7 separate regions of the Mus musculus genome follow, and all the other regions are linked to region 1. A link is a contact called in public ChIA-PET, HiChIP or PLAC-seq, Micro-C and promoter capture Hi-C data. All regions are on one chromosome and are shown on one strand. Each heading gives the region's core, a stretch centred on a gene start, on an enhancer-like site or on the middle of the called end of the contact. The rest is flanking DNA. Distances are from core to core; before and after follow the strand shown. Region 1 holds the start of Gfpt1 (glutamine fructose-6-phosphate transaminase 1). Region 2 overlaps 1600020E01Rik (RIKEN cDNA 1600020E01 gene). Region 3 holds the start of Arhgap25 (Rho GTPase activating protein 25). Region 4 overlaps Arhgap25 (Rho GTPase activating protein 25). Region 5 holds the start of Asprv1 (aspartic peptidase, retroviral-like 1). Region 6 holds the start of Mxd1 (MAX dimerization protein 1). Region 7 holds the start of Gkn1 (gastrokine 1).

The links. Promoter capture Hi-C pulls out the DNA fragments that hold promoters and counts their contacts. A called contact is a pair of places that touch in the nucleus more often than the background predicts. ChIA-PET counts read pairs in DNA pulled down with a chosen protein or histone mark. HiChIP or PLAC-seq counts read pairs in DNA pulled down with a chosen protein or histone mark.
Region 2: an RNA polymerase II ChIA-PET map of memory CD8 T cells shows a contact between it and region 1, with 11 read pairs. The contact joins the enhancer-like site here to the promoter of Gfpt1 in region 1. A contact is called at or near these places in 2 of 39 promoter capture datasets (hippocampal neurons and neutrophils), 1 of 484 Hi-C or Micro-C datasets (CD8 T cells) and 5 of 115 datasets of contacts at active chromatin or transcription factors (astrocytes, effector CD8 T cells, embryonic stem cells and 2 more).
Region 3: an RNA polymerase II ChIA-PET map of effector CD8 T cells shows a contact between it and region 1, with 9 read pairs. The contact joins the promoter of Arhgap25 here to the promoter of Gfpt1 in region 1. A contact is called at or near these places in 4 of 39 promoter capture datasets (the SN4741 cell line, cranial neural crest, frontonasal cranial neural crest and 1 more), 2 of 484 Hi-C or Micro-C datasets (CD4 T cells and CD8 T cells) and 4 of 115 datasets of contacts at active chromatin or transcription factors (bone marrow-derived dendritic cells, effector CD8 T cells, large pre-B cells and 1 more).
Region 4: an RNA polymerase II ChIA-PET map of memory CD8 T cells shows a contact between it and region 1, with 56 read pairs. The contact joins the enhancer-like site here to the promoter of Gfpt1 in region 1. A contact is called at or near these places in 6 of 39 promoter capture datasets (the 3T3-L1 cell line, the C10 cell line, embryonic stem cells and 2 more), 1 of 484 Hi-C or Micro-C datasets (CD4 T cells), 6 of 115 datasets of contacts at active chromatin or transcription factors (astrocytes, effector CD8 T cells, embryonic forebrain and 3 more) and 1 of 9 other capture datasets (liver).
Region 5: a contact with region 1 is called in a promoter capture Hi-C map of embryonic stem cells, with 2.6 times the contacts expected there. The contact joins the promoter of Asprv1 here to the promoter of Gfpt1 in region 1. A contact is called at or near these places in 2 of 39 promoter capture datasets (both in embryonic stem cells).
Region 6: a Micro-C map of embryonic stem cells shows a contact between it and region 1, with 4 times the contacts expected there. The contact joins the promoter of Mxd1 here to the promoter of Gfpt1 in region 1. A contact is called at or near these places in 1 of 39 promoter capture datasets (hippocampal neurons), 1 of 484 Hi-C or Micro-C datasets (embryonic stem cells), 4 of 115 datasets of contacts at active chromatin or transcription factors (bone marrow-derived macrophages, effector CD8 T cells, extraembryonic endoderm stem cells and 1 more) and 1 of 9 other capture datasets (adipose tissue).
Region 7: a contact with region 1 is called in an H3K4me3 HiChIP or PLAC-seq map of neural tube, with 4 times the contacts expected there. The contact joins the promoter of Gkn1 here to the promoter of Gfpt1 in region 1. A contact is called at or near these places in 10 of 39 promoter capture datasets (the C10 cell line, the HPC-7 cell line, cranial neural crest and 6 more), 2 of 484 Hi-C or Micro-C datasets (bone marrow-derived macrophages and nephron progenitors), 6 of 115 datasets of contacts at active chromatin or transcription factors (craniofacial prominence, embryonic forebrain, fibro-adipogenic progenitors and 3 more) and 1 of 9 other capture datasets (adipose tissue).

What each region holds. Positions count from the first base shown.
Region 1 is chr6:87,040,803-87,045,015 of GRCm38.p6, forward strand. Gfpt1 (glutamine fructose-6-phosphate transaminase 1) reads left to right here and starts at 2,044. Exons shown (of 19, transcript NM_013528.3): 1 at 2,044-2,203. The coding sequence starts at 2,197.
Region 2 is chr6:86,545,633-86,549,845 of GRCm38.p6, forward strand. All of the region lies in intron 3 of 1600020E01Rik (RIKEN cDNA 1600020E01 gene), which reads left to right. Among named protein-coding and RNA genes, the nearest start is that of Gm38676, 19 kb to the left of the region's middle. Within about 2 kb of position 2,524, at least 143 of the 459 cell types and tissues checked have an H3K27ac peak or open chromatin away from gene starts, as enhancers often do. A contact at or near this core is called in CD8 T cells, embryonic stem cells, extraembryonic endoderm stem cells and 2 more, where this site is marked.
Region 3 is chr6:87,531,575-87,535,787 of GRCm38.p6, forward strand. Arhgap25 (Rho GTPase activating protein 25) reads right to left here and starts at 1,685. Exons shown (of 11, transcript NM_001037727.2): 1 at 1,252-1,685. The coding sequence starts at 1,312.
Region 4 is chr6:87,500,709-87,504,921 of GRCm38.p6, forward strand. The region is part of intron 1 of Arhgap25 (Rho GTPase activating protein 25); the gene reads right to left. Among named protein-coding and RNA genes, the nearest start is that of Arhgap25, 30 kb to the right of the region's middle. Within about 2 kb of position 2,418, at least 138 of the 459 cell types and tissues checked have an H3K27ac peak or open chromatin away from gene starts, as enhancers often do. A contact at or near this core is called in effector CD8 T cells, memory CD8 T cells, microglia and 1 more, where this site is marked.
Region 5 is chr6:86,625,949-86,630,161 of GRCm38.p6, forward strand. Asprv1 (aspartic peptidase, retroviral-like 1) reads left to right here and starts at 2,226. Exons shown (of 1, transcript NM_026414.2): 1 at 2,226-3,762. The coding sequence starts at 2,226. The coding sequence ends at 3,245. Gm46963 reads left to right here. Exons shown (of 4, transcript XM_017321863.1): 4 at 1,823-1,910. The coding sequence ends at 1,893.
Region 6 is chr6:86,666,843-86,671,055 of GRCm38.p6, forward strand. Mxd1 (MAX dimerization protein 1) reads right to left here and starts at 2,317. Exons shown (of 6, transcript NM_010751.3): 1 at 2,094-2,317; 2 at 1,696-1,792. The coding sequence starts at 2,166.
Region 7 is chr6:87,348,864-87,353,076 of GRCm38.p6, forward strand. Gkn1 (gastrokine 1) reads right to left here and starts at 2,052. Exons shown (of 6, transcript NM_025466.1): 1 at 1,998-2,052; 2 at 371-421; 3 at 140-280. The coding sequence starts at 2,009.

The sequences.
Region 1 (4,213 bases), core at 794-3,293:
TCCTCCCCAGCTTGCTTTTGGTCACCATGTTTTGTTGCAGCAATAGAAGCCCTAATTAAGACAGAGACTCTCCCTCCTTAAATTTGTTCAGTGTTGCTGGTTAGGAGAAAACAAAACAAAACAAAAAAACCGTGTTCTCAGATGTTCAAATTAGGCTCAGATGGCCTCTTTCCTTCACACAGCATTTATTTTCTCCTCTGGGTTTATTTTTACAGGCCCAGAGAAGGCAGAGCTCTACACAGAGGAGGGGCAGTGTCTGAGCTGGCACATGGTTACAAAGCATTCTTTGTATGGTGGTTTAGTGAGCTTGTTCAAGGCTGGGCTGGAGAGCATTGGCCTTTAAAGTTTCCTTTCAGCTGGTGCTGAGCACCTACCCAGACAGCAGCAGAACGGAGATGGGTAAGATAAGGAACTGTGAGTCGGTAGGCACAGCTGAACAAAGTACTGTAGCTGAAACACTTTGCTGGTACTACTGCCATTTCCTTTGTGGCATCGACAGGTTTGCTGCCAGCAAACAAGGGAGGCAAGGCACCAGAACCACACTTCGGTTCTTGTGCAGTATCATTCAAGTCGCCTTCCAGGGGAGGGTCTCTAAGAGGTCCTCTAAGGAACATGTCACTGTGTTAGCTCTGCCAACGTAATCTAGGGACCTGTGTAATGGCTTGGAATAATGAAGAGCCTTTTAGATGAGAAATACTTCCTTGATTACTTTTTCTAGCCTCTATTTGAGATAGGCGATAAAAAAACTGAAAAGCCTTTGCTTCCTTGCACATACAAAGAGCTTAGGACAAGCCTATAAGGCTTTTATCACTCTTTCCAGCCACCAGAACAGTTTTAATTTGCCACGTATTGCTCTGGTCTATGACTAGGCAAGTGTTGGTTATTAAAAAAAAAAAAAGCCAACCAAACAAACAAACAAAAAAATCTCACTCTATCATAAAGGAACTTAACAGTTTAGTGGGGAGAGGAAAAAAACCACCTTTAATACAGAAGTCTGTTATAGCCGGGCGTGGTGGCGCACGCCTTTAATCCCAGCACTCGGGAGGCAGAGGCAGGCGGATTTCTGAGTTCGAGGCCAGCCTGGTCTACAGAGTGAGTTCCAGGACAGCCAGGGCTACACAGAGAAACCCTGTCTCAAAACAAACAAACAAACAAAAAACAAAACAAAAAACAAAAAACCAAAGAAGTCTGTTATTGTATGAGACAGATCAAAGGATGAGATGTTAAAACCATCTTGGGGAGACCTAAAGATGTCACACTTAAAAGTGGCAAGGATGTGATGTGGGACTCTGTAGAATAACCCTGGCGTGCAGTTTTGAATGCTGGAGCAGTAGGAAGGGGATTCTGGCTGAGAGTGCTTCTGTGGGCCCTACTCATTCATTTCCGTTAGAGCTATCAAGTGCGGGCTGATAACCAGCTACTTTTGCTCCAAGGTATTATTTAAACCTTCTGAAAGGGAACGCCCCGCTAACTCCTCTTTTCTCAACGGAGAGTTCATTCGCGACAAGAGCGATCCCGAGTACAACGTGCCCACAGCTTCCCTGAGCGCAGGCGCAGTGCTGGGACTACTGACTAGTGGTACCTTAGGCAGAGAACAGTGAGGAAGGCAGGGAGTGGGGCGCTGAGCACCTTGCCTACAGCTCAGGTCGTCACCGGAATGGCTGCCCGAGGGCGTCCTGCAGGCTCCCGCACCTCTGCGCCAGCAGCGCAGTTCCGGCCACCGTGGCTCTGCACACTGACACGTCTGTCCCAGGCTCTCCCTCCTGCCCTACAGCTTTTCTCTCTGTCTCCCTCCTTCCCGTTCCCCTTGAAACACACAAACTGCTGTGTAAACATTCCCTTCCTCCTCCTCCTCCGAGGCTCGGCTCGCCCTCAGCGGGCGGCTCCAGGAACCTAAAGCGGATGCTGGTCGAGCCCCTGCCACGTCGCTACCCGCAGCTCTGCGTCTGCGCGCTGGGCGGGCGATGCCTGCGCGTGAGCGGCGCGGGCGCGGCCCAATGGGAGAGCCGCGGCGGCGCGCGTGGCCGGGGGGGGCGGGGCGGCAGTTGAGAGCGAAGCGAGCGCTGAGTCGGACTGTCGGGTCTGAGCTGTCGCATCCCAGAGTCCTCTCATTGCCACCACCCCGGCCCGAGCTCACCCTCGCTTCTGAAGCTCTCCGCGCGCCCGACAGCTCAGCCCTCGCCCGTGACCAACATCATGTGCGGTAAGGGCAGCGATGGGGGTGTGTGGTGGCCGCAGGGCCCGCGCAGTGAAGCCAGAGGTGGACAGCGCGTGTCAACAGAGCGGCCTTGGGGCTGGGGTCCTGAAGAGAAGGGGGGCTTGTGGAGCGGGCATCCCGAGGAGATTGAGGGTCCTGAGGGGAGCCGGGATCTGGAAGGAGAAGGGTCTCTGGGGAGAAAGGCTGCTGTCCGTGAGGCAGGGACTCTAAGATGGGGATTCCGGTGTTGAAGGGGCGGCCGGAGCTAGTGTGCTTAAGAGGGACCGGCAGAGGAGATTGTGGGGGCCCTAGGAGTCAGAGGCTACTTAAAGGGGCTAGAGGATTGGGGGTGGGGTGGGCCAGGGAGGGTATCAGAGCGTTCAAGGGGCACCTTTGCATAGAGCTCAGAGGATAGATGAATACCTACCTTAGAAGAGCTGTGAGGCTCAAAGTGAGACCAAGTATGGAGGGATGCCTAGGGGAAGGTCCACCAGGTGAGTGAGGCGACCTGTGAACATGCTGTGTGGTACTGGGGGTTAAACTCATAAAGGCAGCTTGTCAAGTGAGTGAGTACTCTTTCCCTTAGCCACACCCCCCAAATCCCCTTTTTCTGTCTCTTTGTAACTGGGTCCCACTTGGTAGCCCAGGTTGGCCTGTAATTCACATTGCCCTGTCTCAGCCTTCCAAGTGTTGTGATTATAAGTATGAATGACCACTCCTGGCTGGTAGCATTTCTTGAATTTACTTATCTTGCAGTCTTAAAAATACTTAATTCTAGTCACTTTATTTTAGGCAGGCCTGCGAGAACTCAAGCCAACGCACTGACAGTGATACCCCACATGACTTCTGCCACTCTTAAGTCTCTCAACAGGAACCATTACTAAATCAATAACTTGATGAAATGGGCTCAGAGCTGATCTTGTTGGAAGAGAGAGTAGTAGTCCTGGCTAAAGATCCCACATCATGCATGTACACCTGTTTAACATATGTCTTTACTACAACCATTAAAAAAAACAGGCTCTTTTATTCCATATTTTAAGGCTTCTTATTTAGCTGGGCGGTGGTGGTACAACGCCTTTAATCCTAGCCCTCAGGAGACAGAGGCAGGTGGAAATCAGTGATTTTGAGTACAACCTGGTTCCAAGACAGCTGGAGCACAGTTACACAGAGAAACTCTGTCTTACCCCTCACCCCCGCCCCCCATTATCAAAAAGTGTTACTAAAAGATACCATGAGAATTATATATGATACCACTAATAATATTGTAAAATGGGAATGAGCCATTAGTAGTATTTAAAAAGTTATATTTTTACCTTTCCTTTTAAAACCGACAATGACCACTAGACTAAAGAGCGTTTGTTTCTTAGAAATAGTGTCCCACGCTGTCTCTCAAGCAGGTCTAGATCCCAGTTCTCCTTCAGCCTCGTGAGTGCTGAGATTCTAGGCATGAGCCACTGTGCCTGGTTCCCAAGAAAGAACACATTTTAGAAAGAGGTATTGTAAGACTTGTAGCTGTGTGAGAAACATTCTTTGTAGTCTTTCACTTGTAAGAACTCGGGAAGGGGTAGGTTGTCCTCAGTGTGTGTTTTCCTGTGTTTAATCGTTTCGCCTTCTGAAAATGAAGAGCAGGCTTAAGCTTAGAGATTCTAGATTTTAGAATTCTAAACATCATGGAATTACTGGATTAGAGTTGACTTCATAATTAATTATACTTTTACTGTTTAATAGATTGGTTTTACAAAACATTCATAAATTAGTTTCAAATTGTGAGTAGTGAATTTTCAAGCTGGTTAGTTACTAGTTTGCTGTGTTTGGTAGTTAACGGTTTTCTCTCTTTCTTTGAGACTGACTCTCACTAGCCTGGGTTGGCTTTGAACTCACTCTGTAGCTGGGAATAACCTTGAACTCCTGATCCTCCTTCTGCCCCCAAGGGCTGGGATGGCAGGACTCTGCCACCACACCCAGCTAGTTAAACTATGTTGGAGTGATGAGTTATGTACCTAGGCAAGTACCTGG
Region 2 (4,213 bases), core at 1,274-3,773, 490 kb before region 1:
TGGCAAAGTAGCTTAGAGAGGGATCCATGGGCCTTAGAGGGTGGCAGGAGAACCAACTCCCACAGACTGTCTTTTGATACATGGCATAGCACACCCCCCCAATAAATAATAAATTTTAGGAACTGGGGGTAGGGACCAGGAGTGGGGGGTGACAGTGATTGGGATATAAAGTGAGTAAATACATTAATGGAAAAATACATTTTAAAAAATAATATTTAAACTAAAAAGCAGAAAGCAAGTGAATTTCTGGAGGACAATGTGATGTTTTCACATATTGTGTATACTTGTGTTCAAATTGGGTTGAATAGCACAATCTCCTCAGACATTAATCTTTTCTTTGTAGTGTGAAAAATTTCAAACTCTTCTAGCTTCTAGAATATAGGGCATATTATCACTCTTTGTAGTCTTTCTATTTATATAATATAGCCCAAACTGTATTCCTTTATAAAAATTTTTATTTATTTATTATATGTGAGAACACTGTAGCTGTCTTCAGATACACCAAAAGACGGCATCTGAACTCATTACAGATGGTTGTGAGTCACCATGTGGTTGCTGGGATTTGAACTCAGGACTTCTGGAAGAGCGGTCAGTGCTCTTAACTGCTGAGCCATCTTTCCAGCCCCCAAAACTGTATTCCTAATTGTAACCTCTCCACCTCTCATTTCTTTCTCTCTCTGGCTGCAGACCACCATTTCATTCTTGCTGTTATGAGGTTATTGTTTCTTACTTCCATGTGTGGGGAGACTGTACAGTGCCTTTACTCTCATCCTAGCTTGTATCATTTAATGTAATGATCCCCTGTTGCAGTCATGCTCTTGCAAATGACAGATTTAAAACCTTTTTTTGGGGGGGTTTTGTTTTGTTTTGTTTTGAGACAGGGTTTCTCTGTATAGCCCTGGCTGTCCTGGAACTCACTCTGTAGACCAGGCTGGCCTCGAACTCAGAAATCCGCCTGCCTCTGCCTCCCGAGTGCTGGGATTAAAGGCGTGCGCCACCACGCCCGGCTAAAACCGTTTTTTTTTTTTTTTAATTGACTGAAAAGTATTCTGTAGTATAGTTTACATTTTCTTCCTTGTTCCCCCTCTGACTGTTCCACTTTCTTTCCTTTTCTCCTTTTAAAAACAATGTTGTTTCTTTCTCTTTGAGCTGGGGATAGGACCCAGGTCCTCATGGATGCTAGGTAAGCATTCCACCAGAGAGCCCTGGCTTGCAGTATGCAGTTGCTGTCAGTGCTGTAGTGAACATGGGCTATTGATGTCTTTTTCTTTGTGTGTGTCTATCTTTTGGTCTGCACAGAGTCTTCCTTATGTAATCTGACCTCAGAGCTTACATCTTTCTGCTTTAGCCTGCTAAGTATTGGGATTATCTGCATATCTCACCATACTTGGGCCCTGTGTGAGTAGTGTCTTCACCGCGTTCAGTATTCTTTACTATTGATCACAGTCTATAGAGTAGCTTTCTGGCGTCTGGGTTCCTAGTGATGCAGCATGTGCCAGTGGCCTAAACTGGCCCTTCCTCAGTCCTTTGTAAGCAGCAGCCTATTATGGCTAGGAGCTTGTGAATTTTATTTATGCCTTGAATTTTTTCATAGAGTGGTAAGGTATGCCTTAAAAAAAAACAGATTTATTTTATGTATGTAAATACACTGTCCCTGTCTTTCAACACACCAGAAGAGGGCATCAGATTCCATTACAGATGATTGTGAGCTGGGAATTGAACTCAGGACCTCTGGGGGAACAGTCAGTGCTCTTAACCACTGAGCCATCTCTTCAGCCCTGAGGTGTGCTTTTTTAAAAAGTAGCCTTGAATTAAGAACTTAAAACTTTTCTTGGTACAGATGTTTCCCAGTCTTCTTATGTTACGGGTGAGGAAACTGAAACTGAACCCAGAAAAGTGCAGTGACATGTCTTGAGTCACAGCTAGCCACAGTGGAACCTCAGGCATATAACCCAACTCCTGCTGAGCTGTCCTCTGGTATTGTCACTTCACAGCAAATGGTCACTAGGAATAAACTGAAAAGTTTTTACTGAGACAGGAATTTTGCCACCCATTAATGGGGAATCAGGAAGAGGTAGTAATAACTCTTTATACTCAAAATGTGGCCCATTTGAAGGATTCTGGATCCCTTTGCCCTGATGTCCCAGTTATTGGATCCTCCCTGTAATTCTCAAACTCAATAAATCCAGAAAGTTGCTTCAGCTTTGGAGAAAAGAGTTATTGAGTAGACTGGAGTGGGATAAGTGTGTTTATGCCCTGCTGTAAATAGTTGACAACCTAATCAGCTGCCAGAGCTTGGAGACAGACACTGTAAACCGTGTCTTATCAGTGGTCTAGTTTCTGTTTGCGTTCCAGCTGGGGACTCTTCTGATGGGAACCACCTGTTCCTGGTCTTTGCGCGCTTTGGATTTCCCCAGTCCTTCAGTCCTTTCAGTTTTGAAATGAAACCTGCTCTCCTGGCTAAGGTCAGGTCCAAGAGGACTTTGACAGTTCACACCGACTTGTTTTTTCTTAGAGCCAGCTGGTAAGTGAGCCTGTGGTTTGAGAAGTGGTAGTGAATCAGCTGTTGGGTAAGGACTGAGCAGTGTCATTGCTTTGGGTAACCAGGAAAACAACCAAGTATGTTTGCTCAGGAAGCTGAAAGTTAAGAGTGCAGTCGCCAGAGGGCTGCACAACCGCAGCCTTGCTTTCCAGAGGAGGACGTCTCCCACCCCCAACACCCTACCCCAGGTTTAGCTACTGTAGCCAGCCCAGACTCGCCTTGAATTCCTGATTTTCCTGCCTCAGCCTTTAGTATTAGGATTACAGGTGTATACCATCATGCTTTATTACAAAAAAGGTGTTTGGGGTTTTTTGTCTTTCTTTCTTTCTTTCTTTCTTTCTTTCTTTCTTTCTTTCTTTCTTTCTCTCTTTCTTTCTTTCTTCCCTTCCTTCGTTCCTTCGTTCGTTCGTTCCTTCCTTCCTTCCTTCCTTCCTTCCTTCCTTCCTTCCTTTCTTCCTTCCTTTCCTTCCTTCCTTTCTTTCCTTCCTTCCTTTCTTTCCTTTCTTTCCTCTGTAGCTGTCTTCAGACACACCAGAAGAGGGCATCTGATTTCATTACAGATGGTTGTGAGCCACCATGTGGTTGCTGGGAATTGAACTCAGAAACTCTGGAAAAGCAGTCAATGTTCTTAACCACTGAGCTATCTCTCCAGCTTCTTGTTTTTTTTTATTGTTTTTGAGACAGGGTTTCTCTGCAGACCAGGCTAGCCTCCAATTCACAGAGATCCACCTCCCTCCTGAGTGCTGGGATTAAAGGCATGTGCCACCATCACCTGGCTACTGCAAAAGGTTTTATCTCAGCTTCTTGTCTCCCCATAATACCTCCTCACCTCCTTTCTGTCTGAGTCTCTGGCCTCTCTCTGCTGCTTTGCTGTCCTTGCCCTTCACCATAAACGTCTCACCAGGACATAACTCTTCATTTAACTCTGTCTAGTGAGACTGGCTCACCCCATGACCTCACTAGGTTGCCCCAGGCTCATTTCTTAGCAGCATAGAACCATCCTCCCTTTAGGATTTCTGCTGGAACAATGGCAGCTGCTTTTGTTCTGCATGCTGGCATGTCTTCCTTTGTCTTCCACATTCAGTGGTCCCAGTTAAAGATCCAAGACAAGCCTGGGCACAGAGGTTCAGGAGAAAGTATGGCATTGGGAGGCTATGTTAATATGTTCAGATGTGGGCAGGTGCAAAGCCATATTTAACCATGAAGGCCATGTTGGGTGAGAGGGTAGCCTTGTTCCCTGGCTCATTCTCTTTGGGGACAGAGTGTAGCTCAGTGGTGAAGCACTTGATCCCTAGCACCACAAACACCAGGATGATTGGTAGTTAGTAATTTATATGGAATGTAGCAATTTCTGACTCCTTCTCTTATTCCTGTTCCCTGGAGAGAATGTGTCCTTGGAATGTGTAAACCCAGAAAACACTTAAAAGTTATTTTATGTCTTTAAAGTTTATCTCCACAAATGACATGTTATATACCATTCTGATACTTTGTCTCAAGAATGGGCCTTTAGCCACTATTGTGGAGTACATTTTTTTTAAAGATTTATTTATTTACTTAACATGAGTACACTGTGGCTGTCTTCAGACACACCAGAAGAGGGCATCAGATCTCAGTACAGATGGCTGTGAGCCACCATGTGGTTGCTGGGAATTGAACTCAGGACCCCTGGAA
Region 3 (4,213 bases), core at 435-2,934, 490 kb after region 1:
AGTGACTTAGTGAGAGTATGTTTGTATGGGCAGGAGAGAAGGCTCTTTCTTCCCTGTGTCACATCTTGGAGCTGGCTTTGGCACACAGTTCCAGCTCTGTTTGGAAATGTGGGCTCCTGATCACCAAAATAAATGGCTTCTCTGGTTACTTTCAGTTTCATTTCAAAGCCCTTTTCTGACCTGCTTCCTATCTGTGAGCTTTTAGTGAACTACTTATTTTAACACACCAACCACCATGAACCATCTGGCCAAAACTTTCTTCTAAGCAAAATCCTTCCATGCTGTTTGCAAATACCTCAACACTGTAAAGCCTAAAATCAAGAAATTTATCTCACTGAGTAGATAGTCGTGTGTGTGTGTGTCTCTGTGTATGTGTGTGTGTGTGTGTGTGTGTGTGTGTGTGTGTGTGTGTGTGTGTGCTTCATCTGACTATGATCAATTTAAAACTAAAGTTTAATAACAGAAGAAATATCAGGTATTCAGGCCATGCCGATAATCTGAGCACTAAAGTAACTCTGTGAATCTAAGTTTCCATAGCAAGTTTCAGGCCAACTAGAGCTACAGAGCGAGAATTCATGGTGCAGGGGGTGGCAAGAAAACAAGACATCTATATAATAGCAAACAATAGATTTGACGAATATATATCACCATTGTTAGAGGAAAATGATATGAACACCTCGAATTATCCTTCATAACTAACTAAAGTCTATCTTTCCCAACTCTCCTGCGTTCTCCCACGTTCTGTTCCTTAGAATAGTGTTATTATACTTCAAAAGCCTCTATTCTCTCACCCTGTTCTCCTTGTCTACTTTTAACTATAGGTAGTCCCTCATTGGCCTCTGGGTTCACAAAAAATGTGACACTCCCTTGAATTCATCCACAGATGAATCACTTCAAAATACTCGAGTCTCTGTCCTCTTACTGAAAGCCATTCAACAGTTAGACGACGTGCCATGCCAGAAAGAACCGACTTTCCAATGACAGAAACAAAATCTCAGTTTTGTGTCCAATGCACAGCCGAAACCATCCAAGTTCCCTTGACCCACATAGTCCACCCCCAGAGAGAAGAGAACCCCCCCAACCCCAGCACACTAGAACTTCTCAGGACTCGTCCACCCGAATGCACATTTCTGCCAAGCTCAGTGTTGTTGTGTGGTGTGCTTTGGCCGACTGAGCTCCCACAACTCAGAATGCAAATAGTGGGTGCTCACGCATAAGAACCCCGAGGAAATACCTGGACCCCGACCTTACCTATTTTTGAAGCCTCCGCTTTCAAATTGAAATCCCAGTTCCTTGGCAGCTTGAGAGACATTTTGCTTCCGAGGTGGGTGAGTAGCTGGTCAAGTGGCTCACAGTGTGTCACAGGCTGTGCCCTTCTTGTTTCTCTGATCTTCACTTCGGTTCCTCTGCCTTCTCTGCCTGTTGCTTGCTTTGCAGGCACTCTTACGCTCCAGACCGATCTGCCCACGTGTCTCCTCCTTTCTCTCTCATGAACCGTCCATCCATCTGTCACTCGGGGATGGCACCCAAACTCCCCAAGTCCCACCCACAGTCCCCCAGGGGCTGGCACCCTGCTTTGCGTTCAGATTTACCAGAAATGTCCCAGTTGACACTGCCTCTTGGGAAGCAGAGCCCTGCTGGGCAGAATCTCAGGCCTTACTGAAGTGAAGTTGTGATAAACAACTGCTTTTTTTTTTCTTAACTGTCTGCTTCCTTGCGTTTTGAGGAAGTGGCTGGCTGTTCAGTGTTGTAGCGTTATGAGCACACTGTCTTCAGAAGATGTTATTTAGAAATCTTTGTAAAGCTAGTGCATGTTTGTGTTATAAGACTGTGGTTTTAATTAAATGGAAAGAGACTCCCAAGGCTCTCGCCATGTGCCTGGACTCCTGTGTTCGCCTCCTTGACTCCAGATTTTGGCGGCTAAAAGAGGCCAGGCAGGCAGCCAGCATTCTGCCCAAGAATGGGCAGCATCTTTAAAAATTCCTGCCGTGAAAGGACCACATAGTTCACACCTGCTTGGGTAGAAGGTTTCCAGCAGGTACTTTGATTCCAGCCAGGCAGAGCCACACAAAGGGTCACTGCTTCTCCCCCCTTGTGTATGCTGTGGCGTTTACAACCAGACCACCATGTGTAAAAAAATTCAGTTTTCCTCCCCTTTTAACAGACTCTTCCTGGGCCTCCACGACTTCTTCAGAGAAACAGGATCCTTAACAACTGTGGGGTAAGGAGTCGTTGCAGAAGCTGGTGGGACAGACTCTTGACACACAGCCAATACCCCACAAGCACTTATTTGACCTTCATTCTATCTAGCCCAGTCTGTGGCAGACTTTTACATCTTCAAATAGGTCACCTTGAGCTAGCGGTTGAGCTGATAGGTCCTCGAACCAGACTGCTGTGTTCAAATTCTCAGGCCGGTTGACTTTGGATGTGGCTCTTGAACCATTATTTTCTGTTTTGATTCCCTCATCTGTAAGTGTAGCACTTAACAGACTGATTTTGCAGGGCTGCTATGAGGTTTCTGCAGGCTCCAAGCCTTCCATGTAATCACCAAGCACACCGCACATGCCTGGGGCCTGGGCCATCTACCTCAGTTCTCCTGGATAACTGCTTTTCAACACCTCCCACGGGCTATGGACAGGTGACCCACCTTCCCGTTACCTGCTGCATGGACCACCTCACCTCTCCCCAGCTCAGCTCCATCTCCTCTTTCTATTTTCTCTTGGATCTTTCCAATCAATATTAGCACTACAATGTTTTTCATATCAAAAAAAATCTCTCTTGACACTACTTCCTCCTTTGGCTATAGACTATTTCTGAGAATTTTTTTTTTAAATTAAGGACTGTTGGACTTACTGTGATCGCTCCTCTTTTTCCTTCCTGGATTTCTCCCATTGAGGCTTTTGCCCCCAGGACCCCATAGAGTGGCTTCTCAAGACACCAACAGCTTTCCTGTCACTGAACCAGGTCTCCATCCTCACCTCTCAGCCTTATCAGCAATGGACAGAGGTGGCCGCTGCCAATTTGTAGAACTCTGTGAACCAGACTGGTTTTCTGCCTCTTTTCCTGGTACTCTATGTCCGGTTTCTCTCTTTATCCTTTCTCTCACTGTAAGTTGGGCTTACAGTGGGTGTAAAGATACATCTTTATCATCTTGATGATCATGGCTGCCCTAAGACTTTAGTTACACCACATAGATAATGGCCCACATATATAATGTATGGATGTTTCCAGACTAGACCACTTTTGAGTTCCAAGTTATGTACATCGTTGCTTTCATCTCTAAGAGGCATCACAGACTAATGTGAACACCTGGGGCCTGAGTGTGCTGACCCAGGGCGTGTCCTTCTCACTGAGAACTAAAGGACCACATGAACAATAAATATATCCCAAGCCTCTGTGCTCATCTTCTCTGCTTATGTTTCATTGGCCAACATGAGTCACATGAGCAAGCACACCAACACAGAGACAGGAAGTACACACAGCAATGAGAGAAAAGGGACTGCCTAGCTTACCCAGCTGCCACCCGGTGCCACAGGGGTGCTGGATTCCTTAACTTTGGCTCAGGCTCTTGGGGACTTTGGAGTCTGTGATCTACAGTACTTCCTGCCTGGCCCAGCACACTGTTCCCTATCTGATAGCCCCCCTGAGCACCATCCTAGTAGCAGCTCCATGTGGAGCTTCAGTCCTGGACCTTTAAGTTAGGAATTCTGACGACATTCTGAAGGTGGCATTTAGAGACACATAGGGAACTTCCTGGACTCTTTGGGGGTGAGTTCCTGTGAGTCTCGGAAAAACATATGACCCGAGGGGAAGTTGGTGTGCACACTCAGAAAGTCAGTCAGCAAACTCAGCAGCAGCTATGGCAAGGCTGCTCGAAGCCGCCCACAGAGTCTGGTGCTGGCTATCAGATCCTGAGTGGGGGTCAGTGGGAGTCAACGTTACTCCTGAGGGGGAGTAGAAACTTGCTGTGGCTACTTCGGCACATCTCTGACCTTTAGAAGATGAAGAACTGGATGTCTGATAGTAAAGACTGAGTTAACATCAGCATTAAGGAAAGAAAACATCCATGTGTTTGCTTATTTATCCTGACCATTTATTAAGACGTCAACGTTTTGCTGGAGGAAAGTTCATGAGCGAGCAACTTGATTTCAATCTCTCTCCTTCCTTTCTCTCTTCTCACCTCCCAGATGCAACCAATAGGAAGGAGGAGCCC
Region 4 (4,213 bases), core at 1,168-3,667, 460 kb after region 1:
CCCTTTGAGACTCAAGTCAGGCCGCACTTCCATGAGAAGGCCCAGTATCTGAACTTAGTAGTTCTCTAGCCCTGTCCCCTTCTCACCGGGGACAGGTATGGTACGTGGTGCAGCGTTTACCATGCGTGGCAGTTTCTTCCTCTGTCTCCCTCTCCACCTGCAGTGTAACAGAATGAGGGCGCTGCCTCTGTGCTTGTCCCTGCTCATCTCATATCCTGGCCCCCAGTCCAGCCTCCAGTGCAGAGTCAGCAGAATGAGGTAGCAAGGTATACAGACTTCTGTGACAGTGGCCATGGCTGAGTCTCTATCTGCTCTACAATTTGTTTTTTTTTCTCCATGAGACTTTGAGTGTCAGAAGCACTCTGTGGCTGATTAACCGACAGGAGTTAACATGATAATGGACGTGTCTCAGCTGGTGCCTAGCTCTAAAACACAAGAGTTGAAAAGAAGCTGGTGCTGTAAACAGCATCATTATAAATATGTAGTTGATTTAGTATCAAATGAGATGAAGGACTGAGGAAAGTGAGGGATAAAAGGAGGGTGGGAGTGGAAGGCTCGCAGGACACCACACAGTACTCCAGCTGTACCAGACGGGCCTGGTTTAAGAAAGTGTTGGTGGGAAAGGACCCCCTAAGAGATGCCTCTGAGAGTGGACACACAGGCTGAGTGTAGAGTGAACAAGGAGGAGCCAGGGGTCTCTGTGAGGCTTGGAGTTTGTATACCTTAGGTACGCTAGCCTCCCAACTGCTCACACAGCCGACATTGCTGAGCTCTTGACAGACAGCAGGTCAGTGTCAGATCTGAGCCTGTGTACCACCCATCCTCCAGAAACTCTCAGAAGCCCAAAGTGACGGGGTGGAACTAGAGAACAAGAATGCTTAGCCACACAGTGACAGTCCAACACAGAGAGAGTGTCACACAGTGAAGTACCTTAAAGAAAGTGCCACACACAGATTGCCACACAGAGACAGTGCCACACAGAGACAGTGCTACACACAGAGTGTCACATACAGTGCTACACAGTGAGTGTCACACAGAGAGTGCCACACAGAGAGTACCACACAGAGGGTGCCACACAGAAAGTGCCACAGAGAGAGAGCACCATACAGAGAGTGCCACACAGTGAAGTGTCATAAAGAGAGTGCCACACAGAGATAGTGCCACACAGAGACAATGCCACATAGAGAGTGTCACATAGAGACAGTGCCATACAGTGAGTGTCACACAGAGAGAACCACACAAAGATAGTGCCACACAGAGACAGTGCCACACACAGAGTACCAAAGAGTAAGTGTCACACAGAAAGGGCCACAGAGTGAGTGTCACACAGAGACAATACCATATAGCCTGCAATGAGGGGTCTGGCCAGAAGACAATCGTTGATGAGTATTTAGTGAAGGAATAAGCATTTTAGAATGTTTTGGCAATTACCATCAAGGGGCTTTATATTTGTAACAAATAATGGCACGTTTTTCTGTTTGTGGGGCTTCTGGGTGTGTTCACTTGTTCCAGTGCAGGTGATGGCTGGTGGAAGGATTTATGCCTACTCCAGTAATAACAGTCAGCTACTTAACACAGCAAGGCTTTACAAATACCTGCTACAGTTCAGGTCTCCGTTATTCCCGTGTACAGACCAGTCCTTTCATTAGGTAGTACCTGAGTGCAACCTCCACCTTAACAACAAGGGTCTGAATTGCAGAGCTAGAGTGATCATCTCCAACTAGTGATTCTAAAGCCAGATATCCATAGTCAGGGCACAAGACCCAGAAAGGAACAGCATCTTGTGGTGAAGAGAGCTGCCCACATTACAAATCCAAGCGGTTATAGAGTAAGAAAGCGTGCGGAGGGCAGACAGCCCATCCCTCCTCTGGGTAGAACAAAGCCATGGGACCGACCACAGGAAGCTCCTGGTCTTTGCCTCTGCCGCTTTACAGAATACTTCCTGCTGAGTAATTCACCAAGATCAGAGATCACTTGGTTTATAGTTCTGAAGGCTGCACATGGCACTGGCCTCTGAGCTACGATTGCCCCCATGGAAAGAAAGGGCTAGAGGAAGGAGCAGGCAAACAAGAGAGGGCTGGAGTCACTTTTGTAACAATCTCCAGATAAAGACATCCCTCCATGTGACATAATCTCCTCGTGAGGCCCCACCTCCAGACTAAATTCCCAATGTGTGAACTTTGGGGGAGAGACTCACGCCGTCGGTCACCGCCCAAGTTGCTTCAAGCATTATATATAAACAACCTCATGCTTCTACTTCCACTTCCGCCCAGTGTGTCATATGTGACACTCATCAGGCCTTGAAAAAACACTGACAGAAAAATAGTACTGAAACCTCAAACCTACCACCCAGGCTTTGTTGACACCAACAGGAAGATGGACATATTAGGCAATCCTGCTGATCTTACCAGCTCACTCACTGCCCAAGCTCATTAGAAGAACCACGAAGATGCTGATTGACGCCTACTGTGGGCGTAGAGTGGGAAGGAGAGGGCTGAGCTAACCCAGCTCCATCTGCAGGCTGAAGGGAAGCTTGTGGGGTTGATGCCTCCTGCTGCAAACAGCCAAGGAAGTCGTGATAATTCCATTTCCACTTCAGTGTGAAGAGCATCACAGAAGAGCTGTGAGACTAGAGGTAGCACAGAGATGTCCACTCTGTGCTCTACACTCACACAGGAACCTTCCCCAGACACTCACCCTTGAGAACAGATTTATGAAACAATTGTTCTCTGAATGCCTCGTCTTCAGTGCCCAGAACTGGAGTGTACCTCATTTTCTACATCTGATGTCTTTAATGTTAGTCAGGTGACCACGACAACTGAAAAGAGCAGAACCCACCTTAGAAAGGAATTTGGTATCGATAGTGATGAATTCTGACAGAAAAGCCAGGCACATATATTGTCTCCATGGTAGCATGAGGGTTGATGACAGAGAGAGTAAGAGTGTGTGTGTGTGTGTGTGTGTGTGTGTGTGTGTGTGTAAGAACTAATGGAAAGAAGAGAAAGAAGAAAGAGGTGGAGAAGTGGGGATGAGGTGGGCCTGGCTTTCTGCTTCATTTACCCATTTAGCAGCTCCAAAAACTCAGGCTAGGAACAAGACTCAGTCTCCAAAGGCTTCCAGCCTTCAGGAAAATTCTTAGTCAATGGTGCCTCCCTGAACCCCTTTGAACTGTTCACATTTTGGGGCTTTCATGTTTCCTGGGACTGTGAGCTCCATTGCCTTTTCTGGGTCGGCTTCAGTTGCTACAGCTCTCTCTCTCTCTCTCTCTCTCTCTTTCTCTCTCTCTCTCTCTCTCTCTCTCTCTCTCTCTCTCTCTCTCTCTCTCTCTCTCTCTCTCTCTCCCCCTGCACATCTCTGCATAACAGGAAACCAAGTGTAATAACAAGAAGCTTTGCAGAGTTGTGAGCACTTCCTACTGAGCCCTGCCTCTTCCTCGGTGCAGATGAGTAGAGGTTTGGCAATGATTGACAAGTGAAGCAGAGCAGACCAGGTGGCCATGTCTCGGGCTGTCCAGAAGCCACCTGCCTCCCCAGCACGGACGTGAGGAAGAAGGATCCACAGCTATGGGACTGTGAGATAATTAGAGCCACGAGTTACCCCCAGTGACAAGAGTAAAGAGAGCTATACCCTTCCCCCAACATCAAGACTAGCCATTTGAGGTAGGGGTTTTGCTTTATTATCCACTTGCATTCATTAATAGTGTGCTAGAGTGCTTGAAGTATTTGCATTTTAAACATGTGAGAACCCTACCTCCCACTGGCAGAGTCTCTCCAGGGAAACAACACTCCAGGCCCATGAAGACCTGAGTCCTGGAGGCCACAGGCCTTTGTCCTTACTCAGACATTCCAAGTACCACCGCTGGTCTTTGGGAAGATTAATTTTTGCCTTGAACTCTACCCAATGTGTGAACAGTACTTTGCATGCGATGGCCAATGTTACAGCCTCACAAAAGGACCCTATGTCCCACTAGAAATGGAAATAATTTACCTATGATCAGAAGCCTGGTGACATAAGATATTGATTAGTGTTGTTAAGCATGATCAAAGCAACGTAGTTAGGAAACACAGCTCTGCATTTCCAAAGATGCTTACTTTAGCATGAAGCAAAGGGTTACTTTGAATGTAGAATTAGCTTTAAAATACCTCAGCAGAGAAGAAGAAAAGGAATAGATTCAAAGGCAACAGACTCAATAAACATTGAATTTCAAAAGTGG
Region 5 (4,213 bases), core at 976-3,475, 410 kb before region 1:
TTGTGACTGTGCTGGACCAAGAGATCTGGCTTCCACATGGAGAAGTGTGGTCTGAGGATTCCATCTCACTGCTTTCCACCCTTACTCTCCCTTCCCACAGCCACATCCCCACTCCTCCCCACCTCCAGGGCTGTGCAAGGTGATGTCCTCTGAAGACCCCGCTCACTCCCCAGGACGTCAAGCCTATCCACGAGCATTTCTCTGGCAGAAGGGGCTTCCCGGTCCTGTGGGTGGCTAGGCCCTGTCTCAGGACACGTGTGGTTCATTGCACAATTGCCTCAGAGACCCACCTTCTCCTTTCCAGCAATCAATTCCACTCCCTTGGGATTCTGGTATGCCACCCTGGCCCCACCTCAGTCAGGCAGCTGTGATGAGAGGTGTTTACCAAATGCATCTCTGTTGGCTCACCGGGTCAGGCGGGAGGTGCTGAGGGGCTTGCCGAGTGGTGGGGACCCTGGGGCTGTACAGAGGCAGGACAGAGGCCTCAGCTAGGTGCTGAGTGAATGATGGATGGTCTGAGAGACAGGGGCAGGCTCAGTCAGGTGCAACAGCCACAGGTGACCCACTGACTTGTTCTGACCTCCCACTCTGTGACTGCATATAGCTGGCCTGGGGCCCTGCAGAGCCCACCCTGTGTCCCAGGATAAGTTTCTAAAAGAGCAAGAGACAGTCATGAATGTCCAGTTGGTGTGCCCTAGCTTTGGTTCATTACAGGAGGACTTGTGAACAAACATAAGAGAGTATAACAGAACATGTGTTCAGCCAGAGGTATGTTCTCATGCCGGGGCAGGGTAGAGAACTCCTTGGAAAAGATAACATATGAACACTGACATAAAACTGGGATCCTTCTACAGTCCCTGTTTCATGCACAGGCCAGCTTGAGCCCTTGAGCCCACAGATTTACTCTGTGATTGTCGGGGACACAGTCAGGACTGTCCATGACCCCAACAGTGGAGGGGGTAAGGTGTCACCATGGTAAGCTCCTCTGGCCAGAGCCACCCAGGCCCTCTCCACTAAGCACAACTCCATTGAATCTCGGCTGCTTTTCAGATGAGGTGTGTGAGAGAGAAGGGTTGGAGCCCAGGGAGCTGGGAGGGAGGGTGGGAGCTCTTGGAGGACCTCCTAGAAGGCAGGGAGGCCACAGAGAGAGGATACAGTACTCAAGGAGCTGGGCACAGGGCCCGTGGAGACCTGGAGTCTGATCCTGAACTCAGGACGTCGCTCCCTGAAGTTCAAGATTTCTGCCTACCTACTTCTGGTTCCCATAGGCAGAGGCCTAGCCCCACCGTGGGCTGCCTCCAAGTTAGGAGTGCCCAGTAAAGAAGATGACCACAGTAAAATATGCTTATATAAAAGTGCTATGTATGAGGGAGGGTCCTAACTCACTTAGAACCAATCTGTGGCCAGGATGGTGAGGGGGGCCCTTCTGTGAGGCTGAGGCAGAATAGTCGTAAGTTTAAGGCTAGCCAGAGCCACACAGGAAGACCCTGTCTCAAAAAAGCAAAATAGATAGATGATAGACATGCAGATAGCTAGATAGATAGTAGATAGATACATGATTGATAGATCTTAGAGACAGGTAAATAAATAGCAGATATAAATAGGTTGATATATGGTATGATAGAAGTTGGAGACAGATACAGATAGGTGGATACCTAAGGATACATAATAGATGATAGATAGACACGCTATGAATAGGCGATTGAGACAGACAGGCAGACAGAGGTATACATAGGTAGGTAGAAAGGTGGACTACGGGCAGATAGGATGATAGATTTTTATGCTTTTTTGACTCTGGATCCCTCTCTGTTCTCTTCTCCAGGGAATTGTACAGGATCCGCAGTTAATTTAGAATGTATGAGTCACCTTATCAGTGCAGGCTGTGAGAGATGAGTGACTGCAGATGCCTTCTCTTTGCCCCAAGCAGTGATGGGGTGAGGCCAAAGGGGTCCCCTCTTCTGAAACAGGTAGAGACCTGCTTTCTGTCTCCTCTTCTCTAATGATAAACATCTGAATGTCATCACACCTGTATCCTCATCTGGGCTATTCTAGGGCATAGGCTGGGGAGGGTCCCGAGGCTCCATCCCCTGACCCGGGCTGTCTTACTCACTGGGTGGGCTGGCAGGTGTCCCGTAGGTACTGAGGGTGAGGCACCAATCCTGCTAGTCAGGCAAGATGCTGGCAGGAGGGCGGGGCTAGGGGTGGAGCTTCTAGAACAAAGGAGAATGAGGAACCCTGGGGGCCCAGGTTGGGCATCAAAAAGGCCCCTGCAGAAGAAGCAGAACACAGCCTGCCTCTGTGCCCAGCAGCCAGCCAGACACTTTGTACCGGCTCCCTTCAACTCGTCCAGGCAGGGCAAGAACACGGCCCAGCCGACAGAGCCCTCGCTCTCCAGCGTGATTGCGCCCACACTCTTCTGTGCGTTTCTTTACTTGGCTTGTGTTACTGCTGAACTTCCAGAGGTGAGCAGAAGGATGGCCACCAGCGGAGTCAGAAGCAAGGAAGGACGCCGGGAGCATGCCTTCGTCCCAGAACCTTTCACTGGTACTAACTTAGCTCCCAGCCTTTGGCTGCACCGCTTTGAAGTCATTGATGACCTCAACCATTGGGATCATGCCACCAAACTGAGGTTCCTGAAAGAGTCGCTCAAGGGAGATGCCCTGGATGTCTACAATGGACTCAGTTCCCAGGCCCAGGGCGATTTCAGTTTTGTGAAGCAAGCCCTCCTGAGGGCCTTTGGGGCCCCTGGGGAGGCCTTCAGTGAGCCCGAAGAGATTTTGTTTGCCAACAGCATGGGTAAGGGCTACTACCTTAAAGGGAAGGTTGGCCATGTGCCTGTGAGATTCCTGGTGGACTCTGGGGCTCAGGTGTCTGTGGTTCACCCCGCCTTATGGGAGGAGGTCACTGATGGTGACCTGGATACTCTTCGTCCTTTTAACAATGTGGTCAAAGTGGCCAATGGGGCAGAGATGAAGATCTTGGGTGTGTGGGACACAGAAATTAGCCTGGGCAAGACAAAGCTGAAGGCCGAGTTTCTGGTGGCCAACGCCAGCGCAGAAGAGGCTATTATTGGCACAGACGTCTTGCAGGACCACAATGCCGTGCTGGACTTCGAACACCGCACCTGCACCCTGAAGGGGAAGAAGTTCCGCCTGCTCCCTGTCGGGAGCTCCTTGGAGGATGAGTTTGACCTGGAGCTTATTGAGGAAGAGGAGGGGTCTTCTGCACCGGAGGGCTCCCACTAAGAAACCCCATTTCTTGTTCCCAGCATTGGTAGGGGGACTTTGTGTTGGGGGGAGCAGATGTCCTGGGGGGTATCATCCGGCCTAGCCAGTCTTTACACCGGTTCTCAGTTTCCCTCCTTCTACAGGGGCCTTGCTTTGCCTTTGTTTGGGGAGGGAGGCCAGCTTGGTGGCCTAAAGCAGTGTCCCCAAGGTCTGCAAAGACTTCCAAGGCTGGCAGGAGCTTCTGAGGAAGCCAGGAATGTCAATCTTGAGAGAGGACCCTTTTAGATCCCCTGAAGTATGGCTCAGTCACTTTCACGTCCCCAAGCCTGCTGAGCTGAGCCTGGTCTTGGCTAAGACCCTCACAATCCAGATGCTTGGAGGAGACTGGCAGCTGCTCTGGGAGTCCTCCCTGAGTCCTCCCACCTGCACAAGGATGCTCCCTCCTGTCCTGTCACTTGCCTTGAATCTCATGGAGCCTGTATCAATAATTCAATTATTTCAAAACACCAATAAAGATCTGTTCATGGAAAAAAAATGTCATGTGCTCGATAGTTGTGACAGAGTTGGGAGGGAGAGGAAAACACAATCCTCGAATGCTTGGCCTGGGGAGGCAAAAGAAAGCAAGCAGTTCAGTGGGGTCTTGGGTTTTCTAAGGTGGACTGCAGATATCTGAACTTCTAACCCTCTCATCCTTCTAACGCCTTCCGATTCTGCTGTTTCAATCTACAATATTAGCATTCGAATTGTCCCTTATGCTCAAATGTGACCAAGGCTATCTTGTGAGGTCTTTGGCTTGGCGATCAAGACATTTCTGCCAAACAAATAGGTTCTTACTGGTGCCCAGGGAGCCTGGCTTAGAGGTAGAAATAGGGCCAGGAGACAGGCATGGGCGTGTGACGGGACCCTGGGAAGGTCTGGGACTCTGGCAGCTGGGGGCAGCTTGGCTATGGGGTAGCTCATTTGGGGGAGGGGATGGGAGGGAGGTG
Region 6 (4,213 bases), core at 1,067-3,566, 370 kb before region 1:
AGTCTCTTAGAGAAGGGTTTACAGCTTTTTCAAAACTCAGGAACTAGAGCCACTTTCAGGAGTGCTGTAAGCTAAACACAAGAGAAGGACTCCAGTGCTGGGCTTAGCAGTTTTAGCTCTCATGATCTCTTAATTATCTTCTGGGACCAAGTCACTTCAGCACTGCCTTTCTATTCCCCATTCCTCAGCACCACTAGCGACCTTCCCACAAAGCAGGAAAAACTAGTGTTGAGGTATTAGAGCCTAAGACTGGTAAGGCGGACAATTCCTCCCAACTCACGTGTGGTGATAATAACGGCAAAAGTGGGATACACTAGTACAGAGACAACAGACAGCACACCACGCCTTTGAAGTCCTTCTGTTACAAAGGCAGCAGAGCCTTTTCTGATGCTGCTGTCTGACTCACGTCAGTGTGCGCATGCTCCTTCAAGGCAGCGATGCCTGTGTACAGTGCTGCTGACTACCACCAGGCTATGCTAGATGAGAAGACAAGGAAAACCCACCAGGTAATTACCAGGTCAGGTCCACCCTTCCGGTGCTTTAGTCAGGAGCGTGGCCAAGTGTGCTGCTCAGTCTATGATCACAACACTAAGGACTAGGAACGGGGTGAACCAAGGACAAGGTGGGTGAATCTGAGGCGTGAGTGGGAACCTCCTGGGGTGTAGTGGTCTGTATTAAGCCACAGGGGCTACACATATAGTGCTTGTGGGAGTTACTCATGAGAAGGAGGGATGAGGATTCTAAATTGATGAAAATGTCATTTTAGTTGATAGGCAGAAAGACATAATTGAATAGCTCAAGATACACAGACTCCTACCAACTTGTTAGTGGTTTTGTTTTTGTTTTCTGAGACAGGGTCTCACTGTGTAGCCCTGGCTCACATGGAATTCCCTAGGTAGATCAAGCTGGCCTCCAAATCACAGAGATCCACCTGCCTGAGTGCTCCTGAGAGTTGGGATTAAAGATGTGCACCATCATGCCCAGCTACAACTAGTATTTTAAGAGCAAGGAGGGGGACATAGGGACAGTAACAAAGATGAAATGTTATTGTGGATCAGGGACTGTGAGTTCCCAGCCATTAACTAAACACTGGTGAAATTCACAGCTTTTGAGGGCTATGAGGTAATCTCTGAGGCTAACAGGAAAAGGCTGCAACTTGCTGACATCTTAGTGTAGCATGCATCTTCTCACAGAAGTGGGTTCTACCCTCAATCACTCTGCTCAGCCACCAGGAAGAGAGGTCACAATTGGGTTACCAGGCAAACTACTGCATTTAATGTACACATTAAATATAAATTTCTACCACCTGTGTCAGGCCAGATACTTCATTTATAAAATCTCTATTAACAAGCAAAATCAACTGATACCATGCCACATTTTGAATTAAAGGAAACTCTTGCTTGTAAAGCAGGCAAACACAGTAACCCTGCTGCCAGACCTGCCTGGAGCAGCCACAGAGCTTTGCTTTGTTCAGACGGTAAAAAGCAGAATTAATCTTGCTTTAAAAAGTCACACTGAAATGTTAGACATTCCTATTTTTCTCCTCTGTTTCCTCAACTTAAAAAGAAGGACTGCTTGGCACCATGAACACATTACTGAACCCTCAATGTATCTGTAGGGCTAGAATCCTGTAAGTCAACTAACAATCAGCCTTGGTCATTTTAGCTACAGAGAAGGGGAACATTGAACAGTTACCTGCTACTGGTGCTGTTCTTCTTGGGCTTGTTCCTCCGTTTGAAGGCATCTCTGTCCTTGCTGTATGGCAGCATGGAGGCATACCCATGTTCAGCTTCTAAAAAACCGAGGGGTCCCGTTAATAAGTGGGCCCAGAGCAACTGACACCCTGTCCCCGCGTCCGTCTGTCTGTCGGAGTCCGGGACACCGGGCGGGAGCAGGCAGGCGGAATTCTGAGAACAATGCCTGCTCTTTCCTGGCGTGGACGCCCTCGGTTCGGAGCAGGTGTGGAAGGTTCCAGCTGCTCGCCGCCCCCCGCGCTCGGCTTTGGGGCGCGGGCTCGGGGGTTGGCGCTCGCGGCCGGCCCGCGCCCCAACCACCCCAGCGGCCGCCCGCCCGGCCCGCAGCCCGCCGTGCACCTCTCTCCCGCCGCTCCAGGTAGTCGGCCGCCTCCAGCAGCAGCTGGATGTTCATCCCGACGGCTGTCGCCATCCTGCACCCGGCGGGCCGCCTCTCCGTGCCCGCGGGCCACCGGCCGGGAACACCGAGGAGCCGCCGCGCTGGCCAGCCAGGAGGGGCAGCGATGGGACAGCACGGAGACAGGAGCCCAGCCGCCACCGCCGAGTGTTTATCCCGACTCGCCGCCGCCCGCCCCCGGCCCCGTCCCTTGACAGGCCCGCGGCGGCGGCGTGCCTCATTGGGCCGCCCGCGGCCCGGCCCGCCCCCGGCCCTCCGCGATTGGGGAAGTGCCCGCGGCCCCGCCCCAGAAGCCCGCTTCCCCCGCCGGTTGGCCGGGCTTGACAAGGCCCGGGCTCCGCCCCCCACGCCCCATTGGCTGCAGGACTCGCAACTCCGCCTCGTGCTTCAGCCTGCCTCCCATTGGCTCTACGCCGATAGCCGGGCCCCCTTGGGCTCTCCGGGTATTGGGCAAGTACAGTATAGGGAATGCCGCTGCGCCCGCGCCTCATTGGCCTAATCCTCGGAAACCTCCCGGCTACGATGACGTCACCTCTCTGCCCAAGCAGCGGCCCACTCCCGTGCTGCTGATTGGCTACAAGGCAGGAGGGCAGGGCGGGTCCCCGCCCACTGGCCGCCGACCTGTTGCCCACTGTCTCCGGGGAGAACTTCAGGCCTAGCTGGGGACCTCAGCAGATGGTGGCACCTAGCTCCCACCCCAGGGGTTGGGGGAAAACAGCCGGCTCCCGTATACCACACTCGCACCGAGTGACCTGGTGCATAGAGTAAGGCTGAACCCGAGGCCATCCCTTCCATCCCAGAGGAAAACACTTCAGAGCAGGCCTCTCCCCAAGGCCACCAGCACCCACAGGAAAGCTCACTTTGTAAACACAGGTCCTTGAGCATCGCGACTTTTGAAATGAGAGCTTATTCGAGACTTACAGTGTAATGTCAACATATTCAATTTAAATGGCAGGAATAAAGCTAATGGGTAAGAAGTCTGAAAACTGAAATGAGCAGGGGAGTTTAAAATGAAACGTATGAGTGTTGTCAGTATACAGTTTTAGCTTTCTCTGTATGCATATGTCAGGTAATCCACCTAGAGGGTTCCCATCCCTCAGGACAACCTGTGAGGGTTGTCATCCTTAGTTACATTTGCACATGAAGAAAGAGGCTCAGAGACAAATAACGTTCCTGTTTCCCCTTGGCTTGGAGAAAGACCTGAACCCCTGTAATCTCATCCACAACTGCCCAGGCAATCCTCTGACTTATAGTTATACAAAAACAAGACGAAACAAAACAAAACGATCCCAACAACAATAACAACAACAAAATGGCAGGTATCCAGAACTGCAGACAGCCACAGAACTAAATTCAAACCGCCATTACACACAACAGATTTGGGTGCGATGGAGAGGCCATGTTCCTGGTATGTTCAAGGATCCAATCAAGGGCTCTATGCTGACACACACACTGAAGGCAGTTTTTCATGAGGACATGGAACTTGGAAATGAGAATGTGGAAAAGAACCACTTGGAATATTTTAAAATTGTATGCTGTTTGTTAAATAAGGTTAAAAATTAAAGTATCATATGCAACTATTAAAGTAACCAACTTAATATTCATAAAATGCTTTGTTTCAGCCATTTTAACATCTTGGGTTCCACACTTTCATATTTCCTCCCAAGTTTACTGTGAATATATAACATCTTTTCAGTCTTCTCTTTCTGCTCTCAGCAACTTATTTCAATCCAGTCCTATTTCAGGATCATAATTCTACCCCTACAGTCACTCTAACGGAAAAGCCACACATTTCTTTTTAAAGGGGTGGTCAGCGTTTGAAACCCAAGCCAGAGAGACTATTTAAAGCAAGTAAGTTAAGCACAAACACGTCTAAATTCAACTCCAAACAAAAATACTCAATCACATAAACACCAGAGAGACTAAGAAATATGGCAATCTCCTTTCTTGGTGGCAAGAATAGGATTGCTTACACCAACTAGGACTTGCAGTTAGGAACAGAGTATCTAGCGCCATCTACTGGCAGTGAAGCAGTAAGTGGAAAACAAAGGGTGAACCAGCT
Region 7 (4,213 bases), core at 802-3,301, 310 kb after region 1:
CAAAAAAGTAAAATTGTTTTGAGTGGAATGGGCACTTTTACTAGTAGCTTTTAATGTTCATGAACAGCTAGAATTCACCTCAGAAATTTTAATGGGTGGTGGCTACACCATATCTTTACCCTGTGTGTCCATTACATACGTTTTCATAGTCCCAGAGGCTATTCCAGGAGTCCCAGCCGTTATTGTTGTCGATATTGGCCACGTTGTGCACACCATTGATGCTCACCGACTGCTGTCCACTTCCGTCTACATTGCCATCATTACCATTGATGTTGACCGTCTAATGTTCATAAGAAGCAGAGGGTGACTTAAGATCACATTTCACTGTAAATGCAGTTTTGACAATGAACTTCAGAAAAATGAGACTTACGTAAGCAAAACCAGGAGCTGCAAGGAGGCCAAGCAGACCCACGACGAACATCTGAAAGCACAGAGAACAGGACTGGTGGTCGCATGGTTTACAGCATCTTCACCAAGCTCATCAGAAATAGTTACTGATTTTACCCATGTGCTAAACCATCTGTGCTTTCTTCTTCCACCTTTTTTTTAAACTACAGAAAAACTTACTGGTAACATAGAATTGCTGAGTTACTGTAATGATATTCATATGTAGTCTTAGAATTTTGACACTGAATTTCAGACACTGAAAACTGATGAAGAAAACATAAAATTAGTGCATGGCACAGTGTAATGAAAGCCCTGAAAAGGTTTTTTTCCTTAGTCTGGAACGTGTTCTTCCTAGCAGAAGGAATCCTGTTTTTATTGTCTTAGTAGGTTAAGCATTTCTACTATATTTATTTTCAATGCAAGAGAGTTAAAATCGGTCTCTTAAAAAGCCAGATGTGAGCCAGACATGGTGGCGCACGCCTTTAATCCCAGCGCTCAGGAGGCAGAAGCAGGCGGATTTCTGAGTTCGAGGCCAGCCTGGTCTACAAAGTGAGTTCCAGGACAGCCAGGGCTACACAGAGAAACCCTGTCTTGAAAAACAAAACAAAACAACCCAAAAAGCCAAATGTGGAGGGAGTTTTTGAGCATGATGTTATCTCCTGTAAATGAGGCAGCTAAAGGACTGTAAAGGACCCTAGACCAGTAGTTCTCCACCTGTGGGTTGTGACCCCTTTAAAGGTCAAACAACCGTTTCTTAGGTTATCTGGTATCTTGCATATCAGATATTTACATTACAACTCATAATGGTAGCAAAATTACAGTTATGCAGTAGCAATGAAAGTAATTTTATGGCTGGGAGTCACGACAACGTGAGGAACTGTATTAAAGGGTCACAGCATTAGGAAGGTCGAGAATCACTCCTCTAGACAGAACTAGAAGAGAAACGCAGCCCTCTGGCCTGTGCTTGGAGTTCCCCACCCAACCTGTTCTGAGGTGGACGCTTCTTGGTCATAGTTTACATTTCCAATTCCATAAATTCATATGATTCATAAAGCAGCGCCAATAGAGTATGCTGAAATTGAATATGTGCACTCTGTTTGAGCCTCTGTATCCTAGGACTTCAGTGGGGAAACTGAGATAGCTTCATCCCCAGAGACTTTCTCCAAGAAATGCTTGCACAGGGCCCAAGGACCGTTGTTTTCATGTTAACAGCCAAGAGTGTTGAAGACTAGTTTTGACAACAGTGATCTTCCAGTCTGACCGGAACATGCCCAGAACTGGTAAAAGTGGAAATCATGGATAAGAAAGGAGAAATCAGAAATAAGAAAGAGATCAAGGCTAAGAAAGACTCTTTCTGGAGCCCAGAGACTGCTCGTCTTAAGTAGAACCTTGGAACAGATGGTGTGAAAGACAATTCTACAGTATTCAGCCTGTGACAGGCTCTTCCGGGGCAATTCTTCTTCTCTATGGACATGCTTGTAAACACCATGATTCCATGAAAAGGAAGGAGAATATTTCCACTATGGTAACAGTGCCGTAAGAGTCAGACCCCCTCACCCCTGACTATTAATGTTGTATGGTGCTGCATTGAAAAGGAAGATCTGACTTACTGTGAGCTTCATGGCGGCAGGAGTGTGGTGGAGCAGAGGATCAGGCGGCGTGCTCACAGACATTCAGCCCTCTGCTATTTGTACCTGACCAGCTTTGCTCAAGCTAGGTGTGCTCAGGTGGAGTCCACGGCTTATCTGCTTCCCTCTCCTGTATCTGTGGAGCTGCAGAGGCCCGGAAGCCTTTAGCTGCCTGCTCAGTAGGGCCCTTAGGCAGGAGGCCTCTGACTCATCCTCTGACGAAGGTATCTCAGTAAACTCTACACGGTTTGTGATAAGTTCTGGAATATGGAAGCCATGGGTGTGGGTATTTTACGTATTGCTGCTGCTCAGATTCAGGAGAAGAGTAATCCCTAAACCAAACATGGCCTTAGATGAGATCTGTGTGTACACCTGCCCTTCCTGGTACTGGCTCCTATGGGAATGCGGGAATGGTTTCTTCTCCTTCCCTTTACCCAGTCCTATTGTAAGCTTTCTCCAGCTCCTTCCACCCTTATTTCCCCCTCTCTATGCTTCTTGACCATGCTCAAGTCATACTGAAAACTTTTTAACAAAACCAGTGGTTGGGGGATGATGTTCTTAGCTGTGAAAGGAACTCCAAGGAAGGAAACTGGCCCTTGCACCCTGGCCAGATGTTTCCTTGAGGAATTGTCTGGCCTCGAAGCCAGTGCAGCTTTCCAGCCATGTCACTAGCAGCTGGCACCAAAGCCATCTCCCATCATTCATTCCTGGGTTTCTCAGTGGGTTAGAGCTCTGGGGGCTGTTGGCAGCACCATCTTGCCATCTACATATCTAGCAACTAAACCTTGCCCTTACATCTCACCAACAGCTCTCCACTCCAGCCTTGGTCAAGGCACTTCCTGATGGACTTTTACCAGAGTTGTAGGACCAAGCCTGCCTTATCCCAGGACTCAGATATTTCAATGAATGTCCTCCATTTTTCCCAGGGTTCTCCCCTAGAATATGGAAAATAAGTAAACATTAATTTCCGGAGCGTAGAAACATTCACTGGCAGTCCATGAGAAAAATCTCAAGCTCATTGGAATGGCATCTTGGGATCCTAAAGGGGTTTCCTGTTTCCCCAGCTACCAGCGTCTGAGATGCCCGGCACCTGCCTTCCAGCCACACCAATTTTCCCACACTCTGATTCCATTCAAGGCATCCCATGGGAACTCAGCCTTTCATGCCCCGCTCTTCTCCTGGACTGTTAGTTGGCAATGTTTTTGGTTTTCTTTTTTTAAGTTCCTCACTGCTTCGGACACCAGACCTTCTTCACTTTCTACGTGGAAACTTCTTTCACTGCCTCTGGGCCCTATCAAGGAACTCTGTCTTCTTATTTGCCTCTAGAACAACAGTTCTCAACCCTCCTGAATGCTGCGACCCTCTAACATAGTGGTGACCACAACCATAACGTTATTTTGTTCCTACTTCCTAACTAATTTTGCTACTGTTATGAATCATAATGTAAATAGCTAAGATGCAGGATATCTGATATGTGACCCCTGTGAAAGGGTCGTTCAACCCCCCCAAAGGGCTCATGGCCCACAGGATGAGAACCACTGCTCTAGATAATGAAAACTTTCAAATATTATATTAAAATAAGGGAAGACTTCTCCTAGGAGAGGAAGCAGAGACTGTCACTTGGCAAAATAAGTAAACGTTTAAAATAGTTTTGAAGGAGAACTGACTGACACTTATTATTTTTTAACCTGTTCTCTTCTACAACTGAAGCTGGTGGTTCAAATCTAATAAAGGGGGAAACTGTGTTTTATAAATCACTGATCCACAGATTTCCACTCTGAAAAGCTCCTTGAACCCACAACCTTCCTCTTCTCCATGGTCTGGAGCTTACAGGGCTGCAGGGGTCTGATGCTTAGCTCACTGCCTGCATCTCTTCTAGAATGCTGGTATGGCTAGATTCGGATAGTGCTGGTGAAAGATGGCCTGCTGTTTGAATTCATCCTCAAAAGATTTCAAGTTCATTCTTTAACTGTATAAAGTCAAGAACCCTGGTGGCAGCAAGCCGTGGAGAGGTCTTCCCATGTTTCAGAGACCATAATTAGATAGCACTGTAGAGGTCAGAGTGGGTGTGACAGCCCTGCTTTTAGACTTGGCCTCTAATGGTAATTGGGGGCACCTGTCCAATTCCCAGCACACATTCTGTGTGTCATACCTTACTAAGAACTCAAGGTGACATGTGGATCTGTGAAATGCTGATG